Linked DNA regions of Drosophila melanogaster: all the other regions are linked to region 5. A link is a contact called in public Hi-C and targeted proximity ligation data. All regions are on one chromosome and are shown on one strand. The core of a region is the stretch at or near the end of the contact, and the rest is flanking DNA. Distances in the headings are between cores, read along the strand shown.

What was found. Hi-C and Micro-C count contacts between places; a contact is called where the count stands out from the background.
Region 1: a Hi-C map of the Kc167 cell line shows a contact between it and region 5, with 4 times the contacts expected there. A contact is called at or near these places in 8 of 107 Hi-C or Micro-C datasets (the D17-c3 cell line, the Kc167 cell line, the PNm cell line and 3 more).
Region 2: a Hi-C map of the Kc167 cell line shows a contact between it and region 5, with 2.6 times the contacts expected there. A contact is called at or near these places in 7 of 107 Hi-C or Micro-C datasets (the Kc167 cell line, the ML-DmBG3-c2 cell line, the S2 cell line and 1 more).
Region 3: a contact with region 5 is called in a Hi-C map of the Kc167 cell line, with 2.9 times the contacts expected there. A contact is called at or near these places in 6 of 107 Hi-C or Micro-C datasets (the Kc167 cell line, the ML-DmBG3-c2 cell line, the S2 cell line and 1 more) and 1 of 7 datasets of targeted methods (the Kc167 cell line).
Region 4: a targeted proximity ligation map of the Kc167 cell line shows a contact between it and region 5, with 3 times the contacts expected there.
Region 6: a contact with region 5 is called in a targeted proximity ligation map of the Kc167 cell line, with 3 times the contacts expected there. A contact is called at or near these places in 3 of 107 Hi-C or Micro-C datasets (the ML-DmBG3-c2 cell line, the S2 cell line and eye imaginal disc) and 1 of 7 datasets of targeted methods (the Kc167 cell line).
Region 7: a contact with region 5 is called in a Hi-C map of the Kc167 cell line, with 4 times the contacts expected there. A contact is called at or near these places in 2 of 107 Hi-C or Micro-C datasets (the Kc167 cell line and the S2 cell line).

What each region holds. Positions count from the first base shown.
Region 1 is chr3R:9,338,742-9,342,425 of dm6, reverse strand. drn (doctor no) reads right to left here and starts at 1,772. Exons shown (of 5, transcript NM_001275480.2): 1 at 1,657-1,772. lncRNA:CR43301 (long non-coding RNA:CR43301) reads left to right here and starts at 2,434. Exons shown (of 1, transcript NR_048352.1): 1 at 2,434-3,684.
Region 2 is chr3R:10,091,294-10,095,274 of dm6, reverse strand. lncRNA:CR43459 (long non-coding RNA:CR43459) reads right to left here and starts at 1,514. Exons shown (of 1, transcript NR_133372.1): 1 at 1-1,514.
Region 3 is chr3R:9,499,941-9,503,877 of dm6, reverse strand. RhoL (Rho-like) reads left to right here and starts at 1,297. Exons shown (of 4, transcript NM_079568.3): 1 at 1,297-1,503.
Region 4 is chr3R:6,790,093-6,793,729 of dm6, reverse strand. It overlaps Dfd (Deformed), which reads right to left and starts at 1,894. Exons shown (of 5, transcript NM_057853.3): 1 at 619-1,894; 2 at 133-233; 3 at 1-67. The coding sequence starts at 1,405.
Region 5 is chr3R:8,111,964-8,115,539 of dm6, reverse strand. It overlaps lncRNA:CR44331 (long non-coding RNA:CR44331), which reads left to right and starts at 1,537. Exons shown (of 2, transcript NR_125107.1): 1 at 1,537-2,431; 2 at 2,492-2,841. All of the region lies in intron 3 of puc (puckered), which reads right to left.
Region 6 is chr3R:7,108,455-7,112,100 of dm6, reverse strand. It overlaps lncRNA:CR45906 (long non-coding RNA:CR45906), which reads right to left and starts at 2,089. Exons shown (of 1, transcript NR_133349.1): 1 at 1,837-2,089. All of the region lies in intron 5 of Alh (Alhambra), which reads left to right.
Region 7 is chr3R:9,703,508-9,707,076 of dm6, reverse strand. It overlaps Unc-115a (Uncoordinated 115a), which reads left to right and starts at 1,660. Exons shown (of 10, transcript NM_001300328.1): 1 at 1,660-2,132. The coding sequence starts at 2,129. trbd (trabid) reads left to right here. Exons shown (of 9, transcript NM_141674.3): 8 at 37-185; 9 at 251-1,081. The coding sequence ends at 329.

The DNA.
Region 1 (3,684 bases), core at 523-3,022, 1.2 Mb before region 5:
CACAGTAGTTGGAAATTTTTATGTGTTATGTTGGTCTCGCAGAAATTCAATTGGTTGCTAGTAATTATTTTAATTTTTTCTTTAACAGAGAATTGCACAGGGATCGTTGAAGAAGGAGGAGGGCAAAAATATATCACAAAATGGTGCACGACGCAGTTGCTTTTCCTCGTTTTTCCTTCGTTTCAAGTGGCGAATTACGGTTTTTTCTGCAATATTACAGGATTTTTTTTCTTCTTTTTTCTTATGCACAACGCACACGACTGCGACGCTGCTGCTGAGCTGCGTCCTGCGGTTTTTCTCAGCTGCAAGAGGAAAACGCTGCCAGTTTTCCTTTTGCTTTCCTTTTTAACTCGTTTCTTATTAATCGCGGAGCGCACTAACACGACCGAGAGAGAGGGAGGGGAGCGCGGAAAAGTGATTACTTTATTATCTAGTTTAGTTAGCAAGGCGCTGACTGGGCTGACGATGACAGTTGTGGGTAATTGAAGCCAAAAACCAACGTGGATCTGATCCTCCAAACGCGAAGTGAAGTCTCCAAGCACTCTAACAGAAATGAGCGGACCTCGCAACGCTTGATGACTGCGACTGGCGAGCTAACAGAGCTCTGTTGGTGGCAATTTGGTGATGAGAGCGTGAGTCTGTCACTCAACTTCTCCGGTTGAAAGCAGTTAACAATACCAGGAGTATGTAGGATTGAAATGATCGAAATGATTATTATTTTCAATACATTAGCTATAAAAGAAACACTTATTTATATAAAATCGAATACAATGTTTGTTTAAAATTATTTTCAATTTGTATTTTCTCCTCTTGACAATAAAATCAAACGCAAATTGGACCGAAATGTATGTAAAATAAAATTCTTATCGTGACACGACGTAACATAAACTCATGGTCTCATCTCTAGCCCAAACGAGCGCTGTTAACGCAAAAAGAGCGTTGATTGCTGGTGTGGTGAGAAAGTGGTTAGGAAAGGGGAATGAAGGATGACAGGCTAAAAAGAAATCGCCAGTCAACGGAGAGAAGCCATGTAGGAAATAAATTAAATGTGAACCGAGCAAAGATGGTCGAAAATGCGTATTTCCAACGAAAAACACCACGCTATGTTAGCCCAACAGTGCAAAGTGCACACACAATAAGATTGTGGAAGGGGAACAGAGGGAGACAAGAGACAAAAGACCAATGCAACGATAGAGAGTCAAATTTATATCGAGTCCCTGCCAACAAACCAAAACTATTTCCGCTTACTGGGCGTTTCAAGAAACCTTCAAACGCGCTTTTAATAATCTTTATGGTTTTTCGTATGACTTTAAATTGGGCGACGACATAATTTCGACGACGCCATATTGTTCGCCAGCCCAAAGAGAGCTACAGCGTGTTAACAGCCGCAGAGAGCGAAACTGCGCTGCTGCGTCATCAATGCAAACTGCGCACTTTTTAAAAAAAATAATTTTAATATCAATTTCTATGCGTTCACCGAACGGGAAACAAAAGTATTAATGTAGAAATCGCCTAGCGTATGGCGATTGCTTTGTCTTCCCCAATAGTAATCTTTTTGATAACAGTGCCATATTGTGAAATGGCTGTTGGCTGGCCGTGGTGAGTATTTGCCGCAGTTTAACAGGCCTGAAATTTGGTTTTCCAAATCACCCTTACCAAGAGAATGTCCGTTTTGAGGTGCACTTTGTCCAATTTCATTACTGATGTTTCAGAACATTTGTAGTCTAATTTCGTGTTTTGTCCTTACTGAGAATGGAATGAAGCACAAAAGCTTAGTGTTGATTAGCTCTGAAATGCAGTGCTAATAAAAATTATACAGCACTGAAAATATGATTGCCCAGTTTTTGCTCATTACATTCTTTTTGTCTATTTTGTATATATCTAATAAATAATACTTAGAATGTTAAATACAATTTAGGAAATATTATTTTCAATAAATTCATGCATACATTTATTAAATATATATTAGAGGGTATCGTCAATCCGACCACGCTTTCACATCGAAATGTTATTTTGTTGCGATCACTCGCAAAGCAAATGTAAAATCAAAAGCAAATTAAAAAGTCAGAGTGGGGCTAAGAATTCGCTTAATTAGAGGTCATAGGCTCCAATGAGATCGTGTTCATATAAATAATATAAAATATCACTTACGATCCGTAGATAGATACCAGTTTGTAAAGTTTCTCGACAAATATTTCAGCTATCAAAGGTCGCACCTGCCTACGAAATTGGTTCTGCACTAGCCTTGTTGTGATGACAAACAAGCCAAAATAAAAAGCAATAAAGAAAAAAAACCAACCAAAAATAATAACAATTTAAATGAACAGACAGTAAAAATACGCTAGTGCTAACGAACTTTGTAAACTTAAAGGCAAGGTTGCAAGCAGAAAAGCTCCAAAATTATGCGAGACGTACAAAGGCAAACTTAAAAGCGAGCGATACTAAATACTACGTAGTATAAAGTCGCTGAGCGTTAAAAATAAAATATCAGACACGCAACAGCGACGGCTGCCAGCAGTGTTTTCTATAGAAAACGAAAATTATTTCCTGTTTTCAGCAATAACAACCGCGCGTGAGGTGGAAAACGAAAATATTGCCCTGCAGGCGGAGATAACAGAGTTGGGGGTGTCTAACAGTCGTGGTGAATCCGAAACGCATTTGGCCATTGCATTGCAGTTTGTTTACCATCACGTATTAGCCACAAACCTTATAGAGTATGTACATACACATACATACATGTGTATGTATTTATACGTATACCCCGTAGCTTGCCCCATGAAGTTAAAACGACGCAGTTGTAAGAGAAACCAAGACGAGGCGGAGATACAAAGGGGCCTCAAACAATGCGTAAAAAAGGTGATTGATAACAAGGTGCGCCTTACAAATGTTCACTGTCTGCCCTCCACGAGCAATACAGAAATTCGTTTAGACCTCCAATCCATACGAAATTCTCTGCGCTTATCTATTTAAATGCTCTGATTTGGGTAATAGATTTGTATAGATTTGTATGTATGTATGTACATTGTAGCAGAATTTAGCGAGACTTGCAGTATATAAACGTACATAATAATTCCCTTTTTATTGCTTAATAAAAAGAAGCAACTATCTACATAACTCTTCATTTACCTTTAATTTTAGCAATTTTTGGTAAAACATATTACTTATTTGTCACAGTGTCTATAATTATGCTGATACAATTGGAGCTACAAATAGAGGGTGAAACGTTTTTCGTGCACACAGTTGCACTTTATGTAAACATGTGGGCACACGCACAAGGTTGCGGAAGAAGAAAAAGAAGTGCATTGTGCAGTCGAAAAGGAGAAGGAGCAGAGAAAGAGGGCTAAAAGGACAACCATAGAATGAGGGAGCAGACAAGCTTGGTGTATTTTTGGCACACTATCGCCCCCTGTAGCTACCTCTCTTTCTCGCATTCGCTTATACCATTTCGCTGTGGTGCATTCAACCTGCTGGTGAGAGAGACAGGTGCACTTACAGTTCCTCGCGATCAACAGCTGTGTGAGTGATTGCGAATCGGGCAATTACTTAACTGCGTTTGCGAGATAGGGTATCTTAAATTAATATTGTTACAAAGTATTGGAGCTGATAGGATTTCATATTTTATTGTATAGTTTCTGTACTCCAAAATATTTATATTTTCTATAAGATAACTTTCAGTTGGAGCAT
Region 2 (3,981 bases), core at 265-2,764, 2.0 Mb before region 5:
CCTCATAACACCCACCCACATAACACATCCACACACGCACACCACAGCAGGTGAATGGCGATTCGACTGTGTGTAAATTTTTGTGCTTCTCTATGTAAACGATGGCCTTATGTAAAAGTCTGTTCGTTATTTTTACACAAAATATTGCAATTTGCTTTGTGTGTACCCCTACACATACATATGTACATGTGTATATGTATGTGGGCCCACGGTACGTATATGTACTATATACTGCATACTGTGCGCTCGCATGGCGAAAACTGTGCAAGGTCAAGTGACTGAGTATGAGTTGTTGCTCTCGGATTGCAAGTGCCTCCGATTTAATTGCCTTGCCTGAATTTATCCACACTTTCAAGTCGCCGCAAGTCGGGCTTTAATTAAGATTTTTACTTGTCAAGCGTCTATAACCTATTCCACAATTAAATCCGGGGTATTTTGAGCTTCATTTCTTATATAAGATGATGAAAACGATTTGCACAGCAAATGAGAGAGAGAGAGGGATGCAAAAAATTTGGGTTACAAGCGACTGCAGCGATACTAAATTTAAAACTGCCGCTGTGCGAACGAAAGCAAAAAGGCAGCTGATTGTTTTAAACAAATTGCCCGACTAGACACACAAAAAAACTGCTTGACAATGTGTGTGTGAGTTAGCGAAAATGTGTTCGCATTGCACTTCTATTGTTTTTGTGTTGTTGTTGCTTGAATTACAGGGTGCCTCTTTGTTGTGCCATTGCATAATGCCCAGAGAATCGCAATTGCAATGGCAGATGTGCAGCTAGTCGACTGATATTACGTATACGCCACCGAAAAAGCCAAGACCCGCTTGGTTTTTGGATTTTGATGAGGGTTTAGCTTAGTGTTGGTGCTGGTGTATTGCTGTTTCCGTTTCTGCTTGTGGGTTTATGCAATCCAGGGGTACAAAATCACACTATGGGTTGTGGGGACGGGAGGGGGTGGGGGTACGCAGTTAATCAGCTGTTCAGCTGGGGATCGATCGACTGTTCGTTGGCTGTGGGCCTCTGCGACTTCCGCTCGTTGTTGCCGACTCGATGGGGAAATGAACACTGAAGCTGGCCAACGGCAATGGGCCAAACAGAAACGGACGTCGGCGACTGCAGCAGCGATGGCAGCAGCTAACACTGCGTCGACGTCAACTGCAGCTGCGTTTTTGGCTTTGCTTCTTCTGGTATTCTTCGTTGTTGTAAAAGGAAAACTGTTACAATTTTAGGCCAAACGCGACGCGAACCGATACCGCTTTGATGGCCACGTGTGTGTCTTGTTCTCGCTTGCCAGTGTGTGAGTGGTAACAAGTGTGTGTGTGGCAAAGACGCTCTAAGGTGAAATATACTAAATGCAGGGCGGAATTTTGTACGAAATGTATTTCTGTCTCTCGCTGCAAGTGCAGCTGCCACAACACACACCGCACACACACACAGAGCCACGTATATACTATTCGCTTCGCGGCTAAAAACTAAAAAGTCAAACTACTTTGGTCTAATGCTGAAGCGCAACTGTCAGCTGCTCGGGCCGTTCAAAAAAGCTAGCTGAGATAAGGCTAAAAAGCGAGGAGAGCGCGCTTTCGGTTAAAGCTCTCTCTCCGCACTCACACGGACGCACACATGCATGCGAACAGCGGAAACCGAAAGCTTTTGCAGTTGCACATGACGCAAACAAAAACTATCTAGCTCTCTTTATCTATTCCTTACCCTCTCTTTCGCTCTCGCTGGCTATCTTTTTCTCCCTCGCACAGTTGCAGTTTAATGTTCAAGGTGATGTTTCGCTGTGTGCGTGCGAGTCCGTGTGCATGTGTCACAGTTTTTTTAGTTTTTCGGTTTTTTTTTGTGGGAGAGATTCCACAATTATGCGAAATTATCGATCAAATTTTGCTCTAAGGTCAACCTTAAATTGAAAATTCCGCTTTTCCACCGCGAATGTTCCCCCTGAGGCCAACAGCTGGTATCGCAATTGTTAATGTTAATCTCGTCATGCACGACCTGCTGTCATTATAATATTAGTTCGATAAAACGAGAGCTGGCACACGATCTTGGGCGATAAATGATTTCAAGTGCGCCGACAGTCGACATTGCACACAGTCCCTATGAATTTAATCTATCTGATGAATCCCCCAAAAAAAATATACACAAACTTGTGGAATGTACATATGTACATACATATGTATGGAGATGGATGGATGTGAAAATGCACAAATCTACTGACCAAAATATAAAACATCTAAGGTAGGAACGACGAAGTAAAATTGCAGTGCACAGATTTGTTTGATAAATAGTTTATCTTTAGAATTAATAAAAAAAACTATTGGTTATAATACCAATAAAATGCAATCCACTGTTTTGTACGAATGAATCAGAGTAATGTTTAAAAAGCGCATTCATCTATAATTGTACCATAGATTAATGATTTAATTTGTTTATCATAAACTTGTTATTTCCGATGATATATTAGCCACAGCTTGATTTCTATATCCCTCGGATTGCGTAAGCCGCAGAGCTCAGCTCGGCCATTGTCTATAATTTTATGGCGTTTATTATTAGCGTTTTTTATTGAATTTGACGGCGTTTTATATGCGAGCACTTCAATCCCAGCTAATTTCGACATAAAACTTGTCATGAGGTCACCGAAAGGCGAACAAAATGCACAGTGTGGCAACAAATGTGGCTTTAATTACCCTGCAGATAATTGTTTGACCAGTCCAGAGGGTAGAAATTGATTTCATTCTATGAGTTGACTGAAAAAATCATTTGCTGTTCTGTCACCCAGCGCGATTGCATAAGACAGAAGCAGAAAAAGAAACTCTTAAATGCACAACTATCACACAATGTATATAAGCGTATACTATGGAATAAACGGGGGAAAATTCGCTCGGGCGGAAAATCAATTTCGCTTTCCTTGACCTCAAGGGAGAAAAGAACGAGAAAAGACAAAGGGGAGTGTCGACAAAGGATAATTGACGGTCATTTGAAATGCAAAAGTGACAAAAGTGTCTGCATTGGCTAGCAGGCAAATGTCGAAATAATGTCATCAAGTTGCCTTTGCCTTTGCCTCTGCCGTTGCATTGTCTTTGCACAGCTGCAGTTTGCGGTTCGGACCAAGAACAACAAATCTTGGCCAAATTCAATTCGCAGCGCATTTCGGTTGCCAGTGTGCGCAGTGGTGTGTGGGCCGAAAAGGCGATGCGAAACGAAAATAGAAAATGCCAAATGGCTTTGCTTTCGTTTTGCAGCACAAGTGCACACGCGACTGGGTGAAAACCGCGAAAACAGAGGCAGAAAATCGGGCGAAAATAAATATAGTTATATTAATCACAAACAAACAAAATCAATTTGCAGCATGAACATCATTTTAATTGTTTGTGCCAGCCATTCGGCGATTTCTAAAGCAGATCGCTAAAAATTTCCCTCATTACTACGGACGGTTTGCTATTTGTGCGGGGCACAATTAATGATTTCAAGAGTTTTCAGAGCGTTGCATTCGATGCGCCCATAATCGCACCTCGGAGCCCCAAATCCCAAATCGGCCGATGTGCGTGGATAGTATAAAATACATCTAAATCAAAAAGAAAATCGGAGCAAGCGAAAAAACCAAAGCCAAACGAAAAGCGAAATTATAATTATTCAGAGAAATGTGTAACAAGAAAATGCTGAGTATAATCATATGCAATTTTTGTCTTCTCACTGATTAGTTTCTTAAACGATTCTTAAGTCTTAAGATTATTTTATTCAAATTCCAATTTATCTCTTTTCACTGTTTTCATTATTGTTTTTGAAATTTTTTTCTTGGGGGAGAAATGAATACTTTGTTGATTCGAACTGAAGCTTATGGCTAAGAGAACGAACATCATTTTAGTATGGCAAAATTAGGTTCGTAACGAAATATAATAAACGAGTAAACGAAATGAAAATCATTGATAAATTGGACTTGCAAAACAAATGGTATTATCCTGAGCAGGAAACTGGTAGATCT
Region 3 (3,937 bases), core at 48-2,547, 1.4 Mb before region 5:
GCCGCTTGCACGAGATAAGATATAAAATATGAGTGCTGTTCAGAAATAGCAACACTGCACTCCGCTCCCTTCGGTCCGGACAGACCGGAAACGGGAAATGGAGACACTCTGCAACATTATCTGGTCTCGCCCCTTGGCTATGCATAGTCGCCCTTTCTAGCCTGCGAATTTGATTCCTTACAGTATTTCACCCTGCGACCTTGGGAACAATTTGCATCCCAGCCACATTGAGTTACTCCTGTGAGTGCTCCTTAGTGCTCCGCCGCACCTGCTCATATCTTTTGGTACAATTCCCATTGTCAAGAGTCTTCCAGAAGTATCTTTGGTGTTTGCAGTAGTGGCACACATGTTGCTCATGTGTTCGCTTAAGTAGCTATCCCTAATTGGAAATGCTGCACATTCATATTTGTGTATTAATAATTTTCCGGCTCTTCTCTTTGCTGTGACCGCCCGACTTTTTGGGTCTGGGTCGAAGCCTTTGTCACTTGACCTTTATTCTTTGTACGGCAGTGACTTGCCCAGTGCAGTGGTAATTCTAATTAATGTAGTGCCCCATCAACGTGTCGGCTAATTGAACTCATGTACGCCAGTGCCACATACTCGCAGTAAACGCATTTTATTCGGTCTAACCCGCAAGGCGGTTCTTTGGCTTAATTACCCCTACATCGGACAGATATAAAGCCCAGTTTGGAGGCACGCACTTGCGGAATGTCGTTGATTAATGGCTTATGCCAGATACTCGGGTTGCAGGGCGGGATATTACGCAACAGGATTTGTAGCTCACAAGTAGCTTTAAAGTAGTATTTTGCGTTCTCAGTTAAGTAATTGCGTGAGTAGTTCAGTCTTAATAATTTGACGCACTTCGAAGTTTGATTCAAACGTTTTATTCGTAGTAGAAAATGCGTAAATAGAAGTAACTAATTTATCATTATGAACTTATTTATGGTGGTTTTTAATCATGGGCTTATTTATGTACTTATATGAGCATTGAGCTTCTGTATTCTAAAAATAAGCATTCAAACCAAAATGTTATCAACTTGAATACGAAACATTAAGTTGGAATTGCAGACATCACATCATTTACTCAAAAAGAAATGCAAAAATATTTATAGGGATTAGAAACCTGGAGCTGTAGTTCGCCAAATTCTTCTTATCCAAACCGAAACCTTTGATAAGGAAACATTGTGTGCCAAGTGCTAAGAGAGAGAGCTGCTCCACCGCGCTCTCTTCGTTCGCTCTTCGCGTATCTGCGAGCTACTCGAACTCTGCGAGCTAAACGAATCGGAATCGCCAAAGGTTCAGTTGTTCGACGACATCGCGTGCGATCGGTTGTTGCTATTCGTTTATCCGGTTTTATACTCTCGCCGCCGCCAGTTCGAGTAATCCACATCCACACTGCGATCAAGTCGCACGTCATCGCCAGCCAGACGTGTTGTTCGATTGATTATTGCAAATAGTACGCATACGGATAAAAGTACGGGCACACAAGTCCCGTATCTAAAAGTACGTCCAGTTCAAAGCGTCTACGCAACACTCGTATCCCACTAAGTTCATCCTCGCCAGCAGCTAGCTGGCCAAATGTCGAATCCAGCGCAGAATGAATTCAATAACACCCAATTGCGACGACCTTGCGATGGTGTGGGCGCTCAGTGGGTCTGCGATTGCACGAGCTGTTAAAATAACAACATTTATCTTTGGCTGTAAACACTATTAGCATAGATCTCACTCACTGGGAGAGTTATCTTCGTGATCGTTCCTCCTTTTTCACCATCACCTGAGTCACTTTGTATTGCGCTCACGTCACCGCACCCCCCCCCCCCCCCCACCAAACCTCCCCCGATCCGACCGCCCATCCGTCCACAGCTCTGGAATGCCAAGTTGTTTCGGTTTACGATCCCAACTCTCTTGCTCTCGCTTCCTCTTCCAGTCCCAATTCCAATTCCAATCGCTGTTGTGGGGCTCTCTTATTCTTCGGGGATCTTGGCAGGCGACTTGATTCTCCACCATAATGGGCTCGATACCATTTTTAGTTATCAAACAATTATATGGTTACACAGCCATTTAGAGGACGTCGCAGGAAACCGAGTACGTGAATCGCCTGTCGCCCCAATCCAATACAATCCATAATGTCGCTAATCAATTCATTGCGACCTATGGCACAATAAACACTCCGCATTAACCTCAATTAATTTACCTAATTGGCAGCGCGTGCCCTTGCAATCTGCCCGGATCCAATCTGATTCTGGGGATTCGATGGCTCCTCTGACCAGGTAACCATGGGTTTTCGCCATGGTTCCACATCCACTTATCGCCGTTGCTCTTTCAAGTCCAATTCCCTATGTACACCGCATTCACCGACATCTATCTTATCTAATCAGTTTATTAAATACAAAAACCCATGCGAGAAACCATAAAAATACATGCACATATACAGTTCGTATATTTTTCGCAACAAGAAGCAGAGTTGAATAAAAGTGTTTTTTTTTCGCTTTGGTGTAGAATAGAAATAGGTGTCTATATAGAAATGTACCTACCTATATAGACGATTTGGAGTACCAATTCGATCTGGTTTTGGGCGTACGATTAGTTATACTGCTGCTCCACTGCAAGTTCTAATAAAACGAAATTCTTAAGAAACTCAAGCCGAGTAATCTTAGTTATATAAAAGAATTACCTACATTCTACTGACGTCGCTTCACATTCGTTATTGCGGAATTATTTAATTAATTGCGTAGTCGGATGATCCATCTATACGTATAATTCACTTATTGACTAACTCCGCCTTTGTGTAACTGAGTTATTTGTGGACCGTCTGCTATATGGGAACGGGAATCCAACTGATGCATGCACCCATTTATTAAGGAGGCTGATAAGAGACGCCTCCAAGACGAGGTTTGAACTGGAGTGACCCAAGTGAATTGCACATGAATACGAGTAGCCATAGTGCAGATGTGTCGCTTTGAGACCTTTCCTCATCTTGGGAAATCATCGCCACCGAATCAATGCAAAGAAAGAGAGAGTGTGAAATGTGACAAGTCTTGTTCTTGGGACAAGATTCCGAGAACGACGAGTTCGTAACTTGATATGAAAAGTTTACAAGAGGCCAAGCCTGTAGATAACAATGAACTGGAATAAGTTGTTCACGGACTGCCGGGCATGTGCACTTCATGTTTCAAGGGAGTGCATTAAATGCACAGCAATTATGTTTAAATAATTTATTATGTGTATTAATTACGAGCCGCGCGCTCTCGCTCGATACAGTTTCATTTTCATCATCATCGGCCAGCGAGCTTGATAAAGAGTTTCCGCTGTTTTCCGAACTGATAGAAAGGCATAAGTTATGATGATGATGCGGCATTGTACAGGGTAGCAGGGGGGTATTGCCACCCACTTGGTGGCATGCCTGGAAAGTTTCGACCATTGCTCGCACACCTGTTTTTTAATCCACAAGTTTACATCGTGGAACTGAGGAAACTCATTCACGAGTTTGCTTCCTACGTGTTGCTTAATCAGCTGGTTGTATAAATAGAAGAATTCGGTAGCATTGGGACTTAATTATTTGCACATTTCTGTAGTCACTAAAACAGCACCCAAAGCTGTTTGTTTATAATAATTTAAAACGCGTCCAAAGAGGCCAAAACAAAAGTGTGCTGTTTATTTAGTTTCGTTGTTGCTCTCTGGCCAAATTTGTGTTTTTGTTCGCTTTATTTTTTTTTCGCCCATTTTTGCGCTAGTGGCTACCTAATGGTCAATTGTTCATTTGGATTTGTTTACTAATTTGGCAACAAAAGTAGAGAAAAAAAAGCACTGCTTCTATTTGGGGATTCTGCTGCCATTTTGCTGGAACGAACTCATCCGATTTAAATTTGGTAACGTCATTCATACAGAATTGGAATAAAATTTGTTCAGAAGCTTGATCGTTGGAATACATTTAAAC
Region 4 (3,637 bases), core at 645-3,144, 1.3 Mb after region 5:
TGTCGTTGGAGCCCAGCTCGTCTGGAGATCGATCCAGCATGAGCCGATCCTCCTCTGACATATCGTCCTAAACAAGTCAATCAAGGCCTCGATTACGCATTCTCTCTTGGCACATCTGCTGCAAGTACTTACGTTTTCGGATCCCATATCATCACACCGCAATCGCATCCCTAGCTCTTGCAGTTGTTGTCCGGCAGGTACAGCTTCTTCTATGCGTTTTTCTAGTTTTAGGCCTGCATGGAATGGAAGTCACTTTAGTTTGGTACAGTGTAATTAGAGTAGCTAAAATCGAATTGAAGGGCTTATATATGTACAAAATATTAGATCTTTTTTAATATTACTATGCGGCATAACAATCTTGTGGGCTTATTTTAAGTGTTTTTCTCAATCTGCTCCCTAGACATTTTAAAAGGTTTGGATATACGAATGTAAAATGACTTTGCTATGGAATTGATATATAAATAAAAAAAATAATTATATAAATATAAATATAAATATATATTTAATATAAGGATCGATTGATAATCTTCAGATTATTGAAATAGTACTAAGTATATCCTCCTATCAAATCTCAACGGATTCCAAGAGACAACAGAAATTCTATTAGTATGGACTCACCTAATTCCTGCAGTCCCAGCGCCGTGTTCGTCGGTGGTTCCGTGGAGCTGCACTGAAGGGGCAGATCCATCATCTGGGAGTGCGGCGAGTGTCCTTGGGAGTGGGTGCTGCCCACACTTCCGTTCGCCGTCCCATAACCCCCACCGTACCCGCCGTAATATCCATTTGCCGATCCACCCACTGCGCCACCTCCGAGCACTGCGCCACTTCCTCCGCCACCACCGCCATTGCTCGTATTTGGAACGTTTGCCGCCGGTCCGTATCCGTTCGTGGGATCGGAGTGCACCGCTCCTGCGGATATGAATTCGGGGGCGTGGTGGACGTAATAGCCGAGGCTCTGGTGCGGATGGGCGTGTGGATGCGAGTGCGGATGTGAGGGCGGAGTGGCATTGGCATAATTGGAACTGTAACCGCCGGCGGATGCCTGGTGGTGTCCAGATATTGCACTGTTGCTATGGTGGTGCGGTAGTGAGTGGGTGTGCGAATGGGAGTGGCTGTGCGGATTGTGGTGATGCGCCATATAGTCACTGACCATGTCCGCCGGGTGCATGGAATGCGGATGACCAGTCATCCCACCTGCTCCACCACCTCCGACAGACCCAACACCTGCACCACCGCCGACGGCACCACTCATATGACCCGTAGATGCGGTCATCGAATAGTGTCCATTGTAGTGATGATAGTCATCGGCCAACGGCGGAAACTTTGGGTCCAAGCCATTGCCCATGGACATGGGACTCTGGACATGATGTGGTGCATGCGGATAACCCATGAGAAAAGAGCTCATGACGGAAGGTCTGTTGGATCGGGGTTCACCGGATGCGTTTTCCTGGTTATTACTTTGTTATTCGATTTTTTCTTGGGCACTATCACTTGGATTGCACATACTCCGAACCTTTTGCTTTTAGTACATTAACTATTGATTAAAGGCGCTGCTTTTGCAAGTAGTAATTACTTTTAAGATTGTGTTGGTTAAAATAAATTTCGTATTCTTTTTAATATTTTTAACTAAACAAAGGGGTTAGAAGGCTCCCGTTGTCTTCATAATTTTCACTTTTATTGTTTTGATTATACTTTGTTTGCACTTTTTTGTCACTTTTAAAAGCCGTGGGGCCTTGGAATTCTGAGAAACTTGATTATGGTGTTATTTTCCGGTTATAAAAAACGTTTTTACAACGAATTTCAATCCCACACAGGGAGAAAAGTCGGACGTTTCGGTCTTACGAGTGCGCTGCGAACACGAACCGTCCCATTCGAGCCGATTTTTTGTTATGCTCGCTGGCGATAACTCTCCGTGCGAGCGAACCTGTTTCGCCACTCTTCGCTCTTGTTTGCTTGTGCTCTCGCTCGCTCTCTCTCACCGCCATTGCCATCAAAACGGGTTTTCACTGCCGAAGCAATCGAAGGACGGCCCACACACGCGCACAAATAAAGCCATTCATATGTAGCAGCCATGTCTGTTCACCTTTTCTCACCCTTCGCCTCGTACGCCATTTTCCACCACTGACCATAGTTCTCTCGCAAGCGCGACTGAGAGGGAGCATTGTGGTTAAAGCGGGATGGCCAGATCTTTGGTCACACCCATTTTGAGTTGCGTGAACAGTCAAGGCATACAATATTGAACTAGTTCAAAGAAGTATTCTTAAAAAAAAAAAATAAAAAGCCATTAATTAAAACTTTAAAATATAATTTTACTTTTACTGTACAGTGTATATATTTTTTTTATATTTTAGTAACGTCTTATTTATTTTTTTACGAAATAAGCTTATTTTACTTTCCAAGGATTAATAAATTGAAATGACAGTAAATCGAATAGAAAATTAAAAACGCAATTGTCTACATAGAGAAATAGGATTTCTGAATTGATTCAATGTTATATTTATATCTCAAACAGCACTGTTTAGCTCATTAGCACACCTACTTACCTACCCTCGACTGTTCTTCCCTCAGACTTACTATTTTGGTTGTACTTTTGCTGTGAGTGTGCTGGTACCTTCAAAGTCATGGCGCACGCTCGAAAATTGAACTCGACGAAAAAGTTGTCTGGACCCAAGAAACTCCGCCCATTTTCAGAAGGCTTTCATCGATCCCGGACAAGACGTAAGTGTGGATATGGAGCACACCATTTATTTTCCACTTTCATAAATGGATTCTGTAGGAACGATGCAGAGAACGCGTGGGTAACAACAGTATTGATCGTAAAGAGGGGACGGTACTATTGGATGCCGATTTCTTCGTCTGAATTCAGCTACCGAGTTGGAGAGTCCGAGCTGACTTGCAACAATTTCAATTGAACAACCAACGAATATCACTTTGTTCTCCTCTGTGATTATTGTTGTGGTCTGGCTGGGGCTAAGGCTGTTATTATTGTTGTCATTACTACCGTGATTTTTCCTCCGATGTTGTTGTTATGGCGATGACGGGCACATATTCAAATGGAGCAAGCGAAACGTGGAAAATCAATAGAATGATTGTTGTATAATGCACATCGAGAAGGTTGGATATTTAATGCTTTAATATTGTTTTTAGTAAATATTTAGACTGATTCATAACAATCCATAATGTGGGTAAAAGAAAATATGGCTTGTACTTTTAAATTCGTACTTCGAGCAATGCGGAATATTAACAATTTATTTATAGGTAATATCATACAAACTTTTGATTATTTCGCTTAATGAATTCAACAGATTTTAAATTTTTGTGATATATATTTTAATAAGTTTGAAATCTGCTGACCCTATAGAGCCAGCTGCCCTAACTCACTTCAAATAAAAGTTAAATTGAGCATAAATTCGTGTCACACTTCTGGAGTGTGTTTCTGAAAGTGACTCTGGCTAATTGCCGAATAATTGGACCTCCGGTAAACCCACCAAAAATATCTTAACCCCCTTACAATCAGGTCCACGTGCTGTGCCACCTCCTTCACCAGTTCCATATGTGAGCGGTATAGGGGCATGGCCACTAATTAATCGACTTCCAACTGATTCGATTTTGATGGTCACCATCAAAACGTCATTAG
Region 5 (3,576 bases), core at 288-2,787:
TCGCCAAATGTTCTCGAGGGGCCTCAGCTTTCAGTTTGCTTAGCTGCTTCTACGACCGTGTGTCCACAACCCGTAATTGTACTTCGAATGCCCCGTAAACGTAACCTGTAACCGTATATATACAAATCTATATATGTACATATGTGTGTTTGTATGCTCCGTTGTAGATTAAGTTAGTTCGCCAAAGAGGCCTCTCCGTCGTTGGCAGATAAAAGTTGACGGCTTGATAACTTGATAGCTTGGCGCGCAAATAATATGGGTACAGTCAGTACAGACATCGCGGCGATAAGTTGACAAATTGGATGGCAATCGTAGGAAAGGATGTGGAATCGGCTAGAAAGCCCCTAGATAATAGATAATAGATAATAGATCGAGCATTGCTGTGAGAGATCTCTATTTCGAATTTAAACCTTGCTATTATGTTTATTTACCTCAGCATCTGGTATTCTTGGCCAATTTAAGCGGAACGTTTGTTTATAATTATGGCCTTGTGTTTAAAAATGTCAGATACCTTGAAGGAAGTAAGATTTTACCTCTTTTTCTTGGTTTATGAAACAAAACATTGCATACATATGTACAGAAATAGATGCAAATTTCATTTGTTATTAGTAAATTGGTCTTTAATTTTTTAGTTCTTAACTTTTTGGGATATCTGAAAAATCCTTGTAACGCTTAAATCTCCATTACAAGTAAAATAGAGCGAATACTACCGATTGAAATACCGCTCAATTTCCTGACAATTGAGGCTTTGATTGCTTTCTAGGCCAAGTGGCTCGGTTTGGTTTATCGTTCATGTTAATGACACAGCATAATGACATTAGCATTATCCGACAACTACAACTACAACAACAATTGGGGCCTCGAACTCTACCGTCGCCTAATGAGCCTCTGCCGGTGCCGCTGCCACTGCCGCTGCCTCTGCCGGCGTTGAGTTCATTTTAAGCTCTGCTTCAAAATAGCGGTGCTTCCTCTTTCCCCACATCCCCCAACACCCCGCCACCCCCGCGCACACAAAGTGCTGTTATAATGAATGGAAAACGAAAAGCAGCGGAACAATGAGAAATCATAAGTTGTACGGTAGAAGAGGAAGCTCACTAAGAAGGGGATCAGCATATATTCAGGCGAAATAAAACAATAATAATAGGCATAAGGTGACGACGGCAAACCAAAAACGAATGCGCAAAAGGCCGGGGCAAATACACACAAACTCACAAACACAAACAGAGAAGCGAAATCATGACTCATGCACTCAGTACAAAATTGTACGTATACTTTTCCCTGCTTCTTCTTTCCCGCCGCCGCCGCCACCTCCTTTTGCTTCTTCTTTCTCTTGTCCGTCTCCCCACCCACCGTTACTTCGTGCCTGAGTACTAATGTGTTGCTGCGCGGGTGTGAGTGAGCGAGAGAGGTAGAGCATTTATAAAAATAATACTTAAGCATGTATAAAAGCGGCGAAGTTAAGGAGCAACAATTAATAGAAGCACACTTTAAAATTTTTTTAAAGCTTTAATCCCATTTTAAAAATTTGTTACTTAGATTTCTTTCTGTGTAGCGGTCAAAAGAAGTCTGAACCAAGGATTCTGATCCGACAGATGCAAATAAAATAAAGAGCGCAGGCAAGCGAGAGAGGAAGCGATATTAACCAGCTGTTGCTGCGCCCCGCACCTGAAATCCACAACAACAACAACGACCATAAAACACCAACAGCCGAGGCCGCACGCACAAGGATAACCCACTAAAAGAAGAAAAAACCAAATCGATGACTCATGAACAGGAACCGAAATGTTTACAAAAATAGAACATATGCCAAAACGAAACAGCGCCGGAGGAAAAGAGAGGGGTGAGAAGTGCCGTTGGCGGCGCAATAAATAGCAACAATAAGAAGCCAACAGAAAAATCGATGCGGCTGTACCGTTCACCCAACCATCCATCCATCCACCCACCCACCACCACCTATCGCCCACCCACTCTCTCGCCATCTCGCTCTCTGTGTTCCACATTGCATTGTGAACGAACAACGAAACGTAATGGCGATGAGTCATCATCGAGCCAGGGCACAGTGGTGGCCAAAAATACATTAACACTCGGGCAGCGCAGGAGGCGCGTCGACGACACAACCCTTATCAGAAAGGACGTTTGCGGTTGGCTGGTTGGGTTAGCTAGCCTTGTTGTTGGTGCTGCAATCTGCATAAAGTTTCCATTGCCCGTGCAAACTTGTCTGCACCGACAAAAACGGCTATAGTTGTGGCTCCTATTATCATATTCTACCGAGTTTACTCTATGATAAACTTTTATCTACAAAGATCGACCTTCGCAAGGCTATAGCTTTCAAGTAACTCAGGCGTTTCGTTAAGATTAGACAGAATATTATACCATCTTACGTTTTAAAAAATATTGAAGCACCAAATCTCAGGTGGAACTAAATGAGTAGGTGTGAACTAAAAGAGTAATTTTTTTTCAAATCCTTATTTCTATCAGTTATGTTTTTCAGTGTGGCCAAAGTCGCAACACAGTTACGGCAGCAACAACAATGCGACGACGACGCCGCTGCCGCCATGCTGTCTGCCAACGCCAACACGCAACAGCAACAACAATGCGACGACCAAGAAGAAGAAGGGACAGAGGACGGAAGGAGCGAAGGAGGCGATGAAGAGAGGCGAATGGATAAGCGTAGGAGAAGTCACAACAAAAACTTTTTGAGGTGGAAGGAGCATTGCTCCTTATCAACGCACCCCAATTGCCTCCATGGGAGCGAGGGAGTTGGATAGATATGTACATGTATTCCACGTTGGAAATTACTTTGACTTGAGCTTTGCTTTGAAATTTTTTACGGTTTACTCCAAATTAGCTATTAACTTAAGATTATAACAAAGATTAAAATGGCACATTGAGCCTTTTAACTTTATTTTATGAAGAAGGATTATTGCTGATTTTAAAATAAAATAACTTTATTTAACCTGTAATTCAATTTATAATATGAATAAGGTCTAGGATCCATTTCATACACATAGTTTCTTTTACGAATTTGGCCTGTTCATTCAAGGTACTGAAATATAATCCAACAAATACTCATATTTACTTAAAATAGGGTCAAAGGCATTTAAAATTAAGCATATGCTTTGAAAACCGAGTACGATACAATCCGTGGCTGTGTAGAACAATAATATCACTTTTTAGAGACGTCTAGTTTGGAGGTCGTCGGTCGCTCATACCCGCCCACACTTTTTTTCTCGCGCTTGTTTTAAATGAAATATTTGCACTACTTAAACCACAGACGCTACAAAAAACATTAATAATACCTAGAAACAAAAGCAGCAATAAGAACGACAAAGCTCGTGCACACGTGCCAAGACATTAGCTTGGATGAAAAAAAATATATATACATACATATGTGTATAAAAAAAGCAAAACAAAAATACTTGATGAACAGCTTTGGACATAGAAAATGGAAATGGAAAAATGCGATTGACGTCAGCATTATATTCCACGGCTAAAGTTCTCTCCTCGTTCCCACCTCGTGCCCCCTTTTTTGCGTCTCAGTGAAGCAGGCGGCTACATATTATTATTTTCATTTAA
Region 6 (3,646 bases), core at 840-3,339, 1.0 Mb after region 5:
TCACATTACAAAGTAAAATGTCCCAGTGTGTTGGTTGGTTTTGGCGGGGGTTAAAATGGAACCGCATCGAATCGGAACCGTTTGGCCACAGACTGACAGTTTTCAGCGGCTCACTGCTGCGCTCATTTTGGCCACCAATTGTGAGGACCAAATTGCAAACTACCGCCGGGAACTGTGGGGGGTGTGGCCTGAGAACCAAAAAATCAGGAAGCGGAAGGACCTCAAGCGGGTGGCTCGGGTGCCATGTCCTTCGATAGCGATAGTAGTGGTGCACAGTTTAAAAATCCACCCGCAAACGGGCAGGGTGATAATTCATAATTTGTGTTCCTCTTGACTGTGTCGATTATGAGCGGTTGTCAAATGTCAGGGGAAAATAACTGAGAATTACATGTGCTGACTGACTATTGGGTGTACTTGCAACAAAACTACTTTTTATGACACCCTCACTCGGCTGAGGGTTTGTTTTTTTTATGATCTTGTCTCCGAAAGTCAGTCGCTCGGCGTGAATTTCACTTGGCCAGTTCCTCTTAAATGACCATGAAACTCGCTTCGACAAATACCTTTTGGCGTGGCAATTAATTTATTTCACTTCCCTGAAATGTCAGGTCACCCGAGCAACAACAACACCATGTTTGGGTGTGGGTGGGTCGTTGAGTTTTTATCGAATCTCCGGGTCGCGTGTTGCCTGAATTTGACAAATTCCCGTTAGCGACACGCGTCGCTATATTATTCCTGTTTTTGGACCTTTTGTGAATGCCTTTAGTTGTGTCTTGTGGTACAGTTACCGTGCTGTTGTTGCTAATAAAAAAAATGGATATGTGGGTAGTTTGGTCCTTGACCAAACCTTACCTCAAAGACTTGGCTTGTCTAAATTTTAATATAATAGTTGGGATAGCAAATTTAGCATCTTTGTCATAAATAATGCCAACCTATTGTTATATTTTCACTGGGATGTGAATAAATATCAACCTGATTCATATTTTGTGCATGTTTTCAACCCCAAAATAAAACTCCCACGACCTGGTAGCACTGGCTGAACTAAACCTCTGAACTGACACTTGTGTAAATATTTCAGAGTGACATTTTTGTTTTAATATGATTTTTGGCAGGCCTGAGCTGCTTACCCTCCTTTCGTTTGATGATCAATAGTGCGTCCTTAATGGGTTTGTTCAGTGGCGTGTGCAAAGTTAAAAACGTTGCCTGCAGAAATATTTGCACAATTCATTTGATTCCTTGAGTGCTGCACTCACTGCTGTTTGTTGGGAAACCCTCTTTTTTAGATTTGTTTGTCGGGCTGAACGATCCGCCACTGTCGAGACTTAAAAGCATCACCTTTCTGGCCCAGGGATTGCACTAATTAATGCATGTTTAGGTGTTTTATGGCAGAGTTCCTATTAATTATGAACCAACCATTTCGTGTCCCTATGACAATGAAAATTTTACAACAGGTAACTTACAAAAAGCAATGAAACTTGCTTTTTTATTAAATAATAATCTGATATTCTTGGCGGCACTTAAAGTTGTTGTATCACAATGTACACGTTCATTGTTGGTGATGTTCGTGATACGGAGTTTTGACTGCAGTAAAATTAATTTTCCAAGCGGCAAAGAAGCGGCATTGTTCCTTTGCCACATTTCTGGTGATTCGATTACGGTCGCAATGTTGCAACGGCAACATTTGTGCCCCAACACCGCCCAACCCAAGAACCCAAAGACTCCCCCTTGGCTTTTGTTGGGTTTGTTTGTTTTGTAAAACAGGCACGTTCACCTGTCTTCCTCCCATGCCCCTCCACCGTTGTTGCGTCGCCAGGTAAATGCCACTTAACGTTCATTTTTGCCTTTCTGCACCATGATTTTTTGGGCTTTTATTTGCATCGCAAATTATGCTCGCTTTTCTTCTTCTGCTTACCACTCCAGCTGCAAACAATCTGCTGCTTCTTCTTCTTGCACTTCTTTTATTTATTGCCAATTGCAAATGTCTGCGGTGGCGGTTCTTTCTCTCCCTCTCCTCTCGTTCTCCTCTCCTGCCATACAATTCAATTATTTTTCATTTTCCTGTTTTGTCTTCTTAAATCGCTGTCTGGTAACTACAACAACAAATACGGCTACAACAACAGCAGTGAGAGTAGAATTAACCTGCATGCAGCAATTGCCACCCACCCCCACCCTCATCGGGCTATCTCGCTCGCTCGCTGATGGGCATTGCATAAAACACACACAACGAAATATCTACATCTGCGTTTGTTTTTATGTTGCAACGGTCTCTCGCTTTGCTCTCCGTATCTCTCACTCTCTTTCTCTCCGAAGTTGCTCTCCGAAACTGTTCTTAGGCTGGATGGGAACAGTTTTGTGTTGTATTAAAGTTTATAGTTATAGAAATAAATATACAAAATCTTCATGAATTTGTGGGTTATTAATACTTTTATTATATTTAAACAATATTTACGTGTATAATATGCAAAAAAAAGTGTTAGTGCCTTAAGTATAATTGAAGCTCATCTGTTGACCGGTCTAAAAACGATGTTACAAGCAATAAACTCCTTAACCCATAAACAACAAAGCACCATTATTATATGCATATGTACATATGTAGTTGTTCTTCTATAGCCAGATATTTATCCCTTTCTAATGGGTGTCATAAAATAAAATAACAATTACTACAGCGACTAACAGGTACTTCTTGGCCAAGGAATTTCAGCTATAATTTGCAGTCCCCCTGCTAACTTGGTCAGTCTTCTTTTAATTTATTGCTCTTTGTCACATTTCTGTTTTGCTAAGCTTTTCTTTAGCCTTCGCTCTTCCTGGTCATTACAGTGTTGTTTTTGCTGCTGCTGCGCTTTTTTTTATTACACCAACAGTATTACGACATGCAGTTTATGTTGTTGTAGTTCGGCTGCATTTGAATCCAAATCTTTGTTGCTCAAAGTGAGAGACAGGGAGAGAGAGAGAGTACACGGCGTATGTGAAAGATTCACTTTTACACATCCAAAAAAGAGATGTGAGTTATTTTAAATGTAGTATTAAATTAATCTGAATTTTTGCCATATTAGGCAATTATTTGATATCATTTTTTGATCATGATCTTTTGTAAATATTCTTTTTGGAATTCAAACTGAAATATTGTTTTTATGTATAAAATTTGTTAGAGCTGCATTTCTTTCTGTGCACCTGAGTTATACCGTTGCACAGCCTATACTTTCGACGTCACTCCTCGTGATGCATGTGGCTTAACACTCAATGGTGTTTTCATGAATTTGAATAAATTTGCACCTTGCTAATTGTTCTCAAGTACCTAAATCCCACTCCCAAATGCTCACTGGGTAACGTTTTCCAGTTAACTTATGTATGTGCCTCCGTTTGCTACTCAACTCCTTCATGTATGTTTGAACCTACGAATGTATGTTTATTTTTATGCTGCCGCCGTGTGTTCTTCTGTTTTTTTTTACCGTCTGCACACCGGTGAGTGCGAGTGAGTGTGCGTCTGGCCTACGTGCAGACATGCACTCACACTGGCGCAACAGCAACAACAATACATACAGACGTCTCAATAATCCCCCACGGAAAACCGGCTGCCAGCCAAACCAACAACAACAATGCAGCACGCTCTCTGAGAGCGCTTCTACTCTCCCGCTCGCTCCTGTGCAGT
Region 7 (3,569 bases), core at 411-2,910, 1.6 Mb before region 5:
ATTGTGAGCTTAGACATTTCCGTTCCTTGCCTGCAGGTTGGCAACGAGGAGTCAATGATGCGTCAATGGCTGGACGTGTGCGTAACTGATGGAGGCCTACTGGTGGCGCAACAAAAGCTAAGCAAGCGTCCCTTGCTGGTCGCCCAGATGCTGGAAGAGTGGCTAAATCACTACCGCCGCATTGCGTAAATATGACTTGCTCTCCTTCCGGACATAGACATGCTAATTAAACCTGTAAACTTTCTTTCAGACAAGTGATAACGGCGCCTTTCATTCGTCGCCCTCAAATCACACATTACTCCAGTGATGGCGACTCGGATGAGGAGTAGAGGATATGATGCGGCACATCCGTCACCCAGCTTCTGATTAGGATGCTGTGCATAGAATTCAATATCCTTATTTTGTACTTTTGGCGATCGTTAGCAGATTTTTGAGACAGGAATAACAAGTGCAGATCCTACACTCTTGCACTCGCAGCTAGCTAAAGGAAACTATAGAGAATACATATGCATATATGCAAGCAGTTGAAAGTTGTAGTTGTAACTAAATTGAAAGCAAACTAAAGGTTAAGTAGCAACGTACGAAAATAGATTGATCGACGTATGTATATCATATCCGTTCCCAAGTCAACGTTCGTTGATTTTAGTCAAATTTATTCACACTGGGTCGTCGAGGCAATATAGACCACATTTACTACGAAATTGAAGCTATACACTGGTAGATTTAATTACACTCACATGTGAAACAATCCATTAAATGATTACGTGTACGAAAGGCAGATGCGAATTTAAGCGGTGGAATTTGTACACCTATGTACGCGGTAGTTAATGTGAATACCCAAGCTCCGGACTTAAAATATTGCAAATCTCAATGTACTATTAAATTTTAAATGGGTGGCGAACACACAACATAATTATGCAGCGGGTGAAAATGAAAGCGTCATTGAAATGTTTATTGATAGTTTTTAAAACACTTTTTGGAATTATTATGAATCATTATACATTCATGCCTATAAATATAATATCTATAATTATATAACATATATAGAAATCCTATGGTTCTAGACAGTTGAACAAAGGGCCAATAACATAATGAATTTTATTCTTATTGTATTATAAATGGAATTTTATCTCATTATTATTTTTGTTAGTAATGTTATTACAATTATTATTATTAACTTCTAAGAAAGCTTATTGTGCAAATGTACACGCAAAACGCATAAAAAAAATCACTTATTTAAATAAAAGTTTTAAGTAAAGATTTAAACGGAAACAAAATGACTATAGTTGAATTTATTTTAATAAAGTATGGACTTTCCTACTTTATTGCCCAAACTAACTTTACTAGTAGATAGATAAAAAAAAGTAGTTCATTATTATTTCTGTCTCTATAAAGTACAAAGTAAATTATAAGCAGCATCATTTATGGAATTACTTGTTATTTTTATAGATTATCAAATTTATAGGGAACGGTACAGTGGCACGAACGGTGTCATCACTAATACATGCTCTTCCACAGCCGAGCTCCCCACCTTTCCAATTGTAGCCAAGTTTAACACCCAACCGCTATTTCCATACGAAACTTATCTTTGGGGTTAATTTTAGTGTATTCTTGGAAGCACGATGTTTTTGCCATCCGAGCCGTATCTCTCAGATACTTAGTCGTCTTTTTGCTGCCGTCGGTTTCGTTGCTGGTGCGGTGCGGTGTTTTTTTGCTGGTCGCAGCTCCGATTTGAGAATCAGACATTCAGGCATTTCAAAAAGGCCACCATTTTCCGCTGTGATCTTTGTCGTCAAATTTAAAGTGCGAGACCACACCAAAAGCAAATCGCACATTCGTCATTCGAGCTGCGAACGCATTATTAACCACACTCCTATCCAGACTCACACATGTTTACAGTCTAACAATCGTGCTACGCAGATTGCGAATGCATACGGCGAAAGATACAAATAGAAAAAATCTTAGCAGAAGAAAAATTTTGTTAGTGAAGTGAAGAGGAAGTAGTGGTGACCTGTGCGCGAGTATTTGTGCTTTCCCCGTGTGTGTCTCTCTGTTCTAGTGTGCGTGATTCCCTCCCCCGTTTTGCAGGCGAAAAAGCGAAGAGCACAGCAGTATATAGTATCTCGCCATGGGTAAGTTATCTGCCGACAAACACAGATACTGTCTCTCTCTCTTCGATTAAGGTGTGTGTGTGTGTGTGTGTGTCTGCGCAAAGTTATCGAAAGGGGGTGGTGGGTGGTGCGATACCAGCATTATGGCATTATCGGCCTTATCGCATCGTAGGAGTGGTTCATATAGCGAGAGGGCAGAGGGATAGTAGCTCAGGTGGTCTCTCGCATGTTCCCTCTTCCCCTTCCCCATCCCCTTCCCTGCACCTTCTTCAACCACTGCCGGTGGGTCATCATCAATCAATACTGGCCAGCTGAGAGTCGGATCGCTCTCACCAACACTGCCCCACTCGCATATGATTGTAGTCCACGTCCACTCCCTATTTTAATTTCTCAGCTGGGATGACGTCAGTGTTGTTGTATGAACAAGTTTCGTGTTCGCTTCTTTACTTTTTAACTTCATAACACTTTTCGGACTAATTCGGGGTGATATTGTCGCTGAAGGGATCTGAAACGCTGACCGAATAAACCTCAAAGTGCTTGTGCAACTGCAATTACACACGATACCGTTAGGGCGTCCCGTCGTGAGAGCCGCTCTCGAATAACCCGCAAACATAAACCTGTAAGCCTGCCAAACCGAAACCGTTCTTCAATGTGCATGTGAATGGGAATGAGAATGGGAATGGGAATGGGAATGGGCCTGCCTTTTGGCGTCGGATTCCTACATTTTCCGCCTTCCATTCTCGAGTTGCCGCTGCAAAGGGCTTGCGTATACCGCTATTCGAGACGTGTACTTGTGTTGTCAATGATTAATTACTCGGCTACTCCGCTACTGGCCCTAATTAAGTTCATATGCATGCACTGCCCTAAAAATGGGTCTCGTTTTCTGTGTGTGTGTGTGTGGGAAAGAAGAATGGTTACAGCTTTCCGAAGTTGAATCTTATCCATTCAATCTTATTGCACACTTTTTGAGGCATTAAGAAACGATCTCAAATTTGCAAAAATCACTTGATGGCTTACTCAAATGTTTGGTTATTTTGAAAGCTAAAAAATTTAAATTATAGTGAATACATATAAATAAACAAATCTACGATTTAGCTATTTGGAAAACAGCTTAGCGTGGAATTGATAACCCTTATAGCTCACTAAAGTACACATTACTTTTTGGTGGGATAGGTTTGTAATAGTGGAATGGATATTGGCCATTTCTCCGAGTGCAGTATTCATCCCGTCTACAAGTAGTTGCATGCGTGCCTAAAATGCCTAATTGACTTGGACTTGGTGAGGATGGGGATGGGGATGTGGATGTGAATGTGGAAGTGGTCGTCGATGTGTACCCCATAATGTCGAGTCGCCCGCCGCAAAAGGCTTAACAATAGCCATCCGAATCTCCGCCTCCGGCAAAGGCGGCAGCAATTGCTCGACATGAACTCATGACAAGAGCATTGACTTCCACTGGGT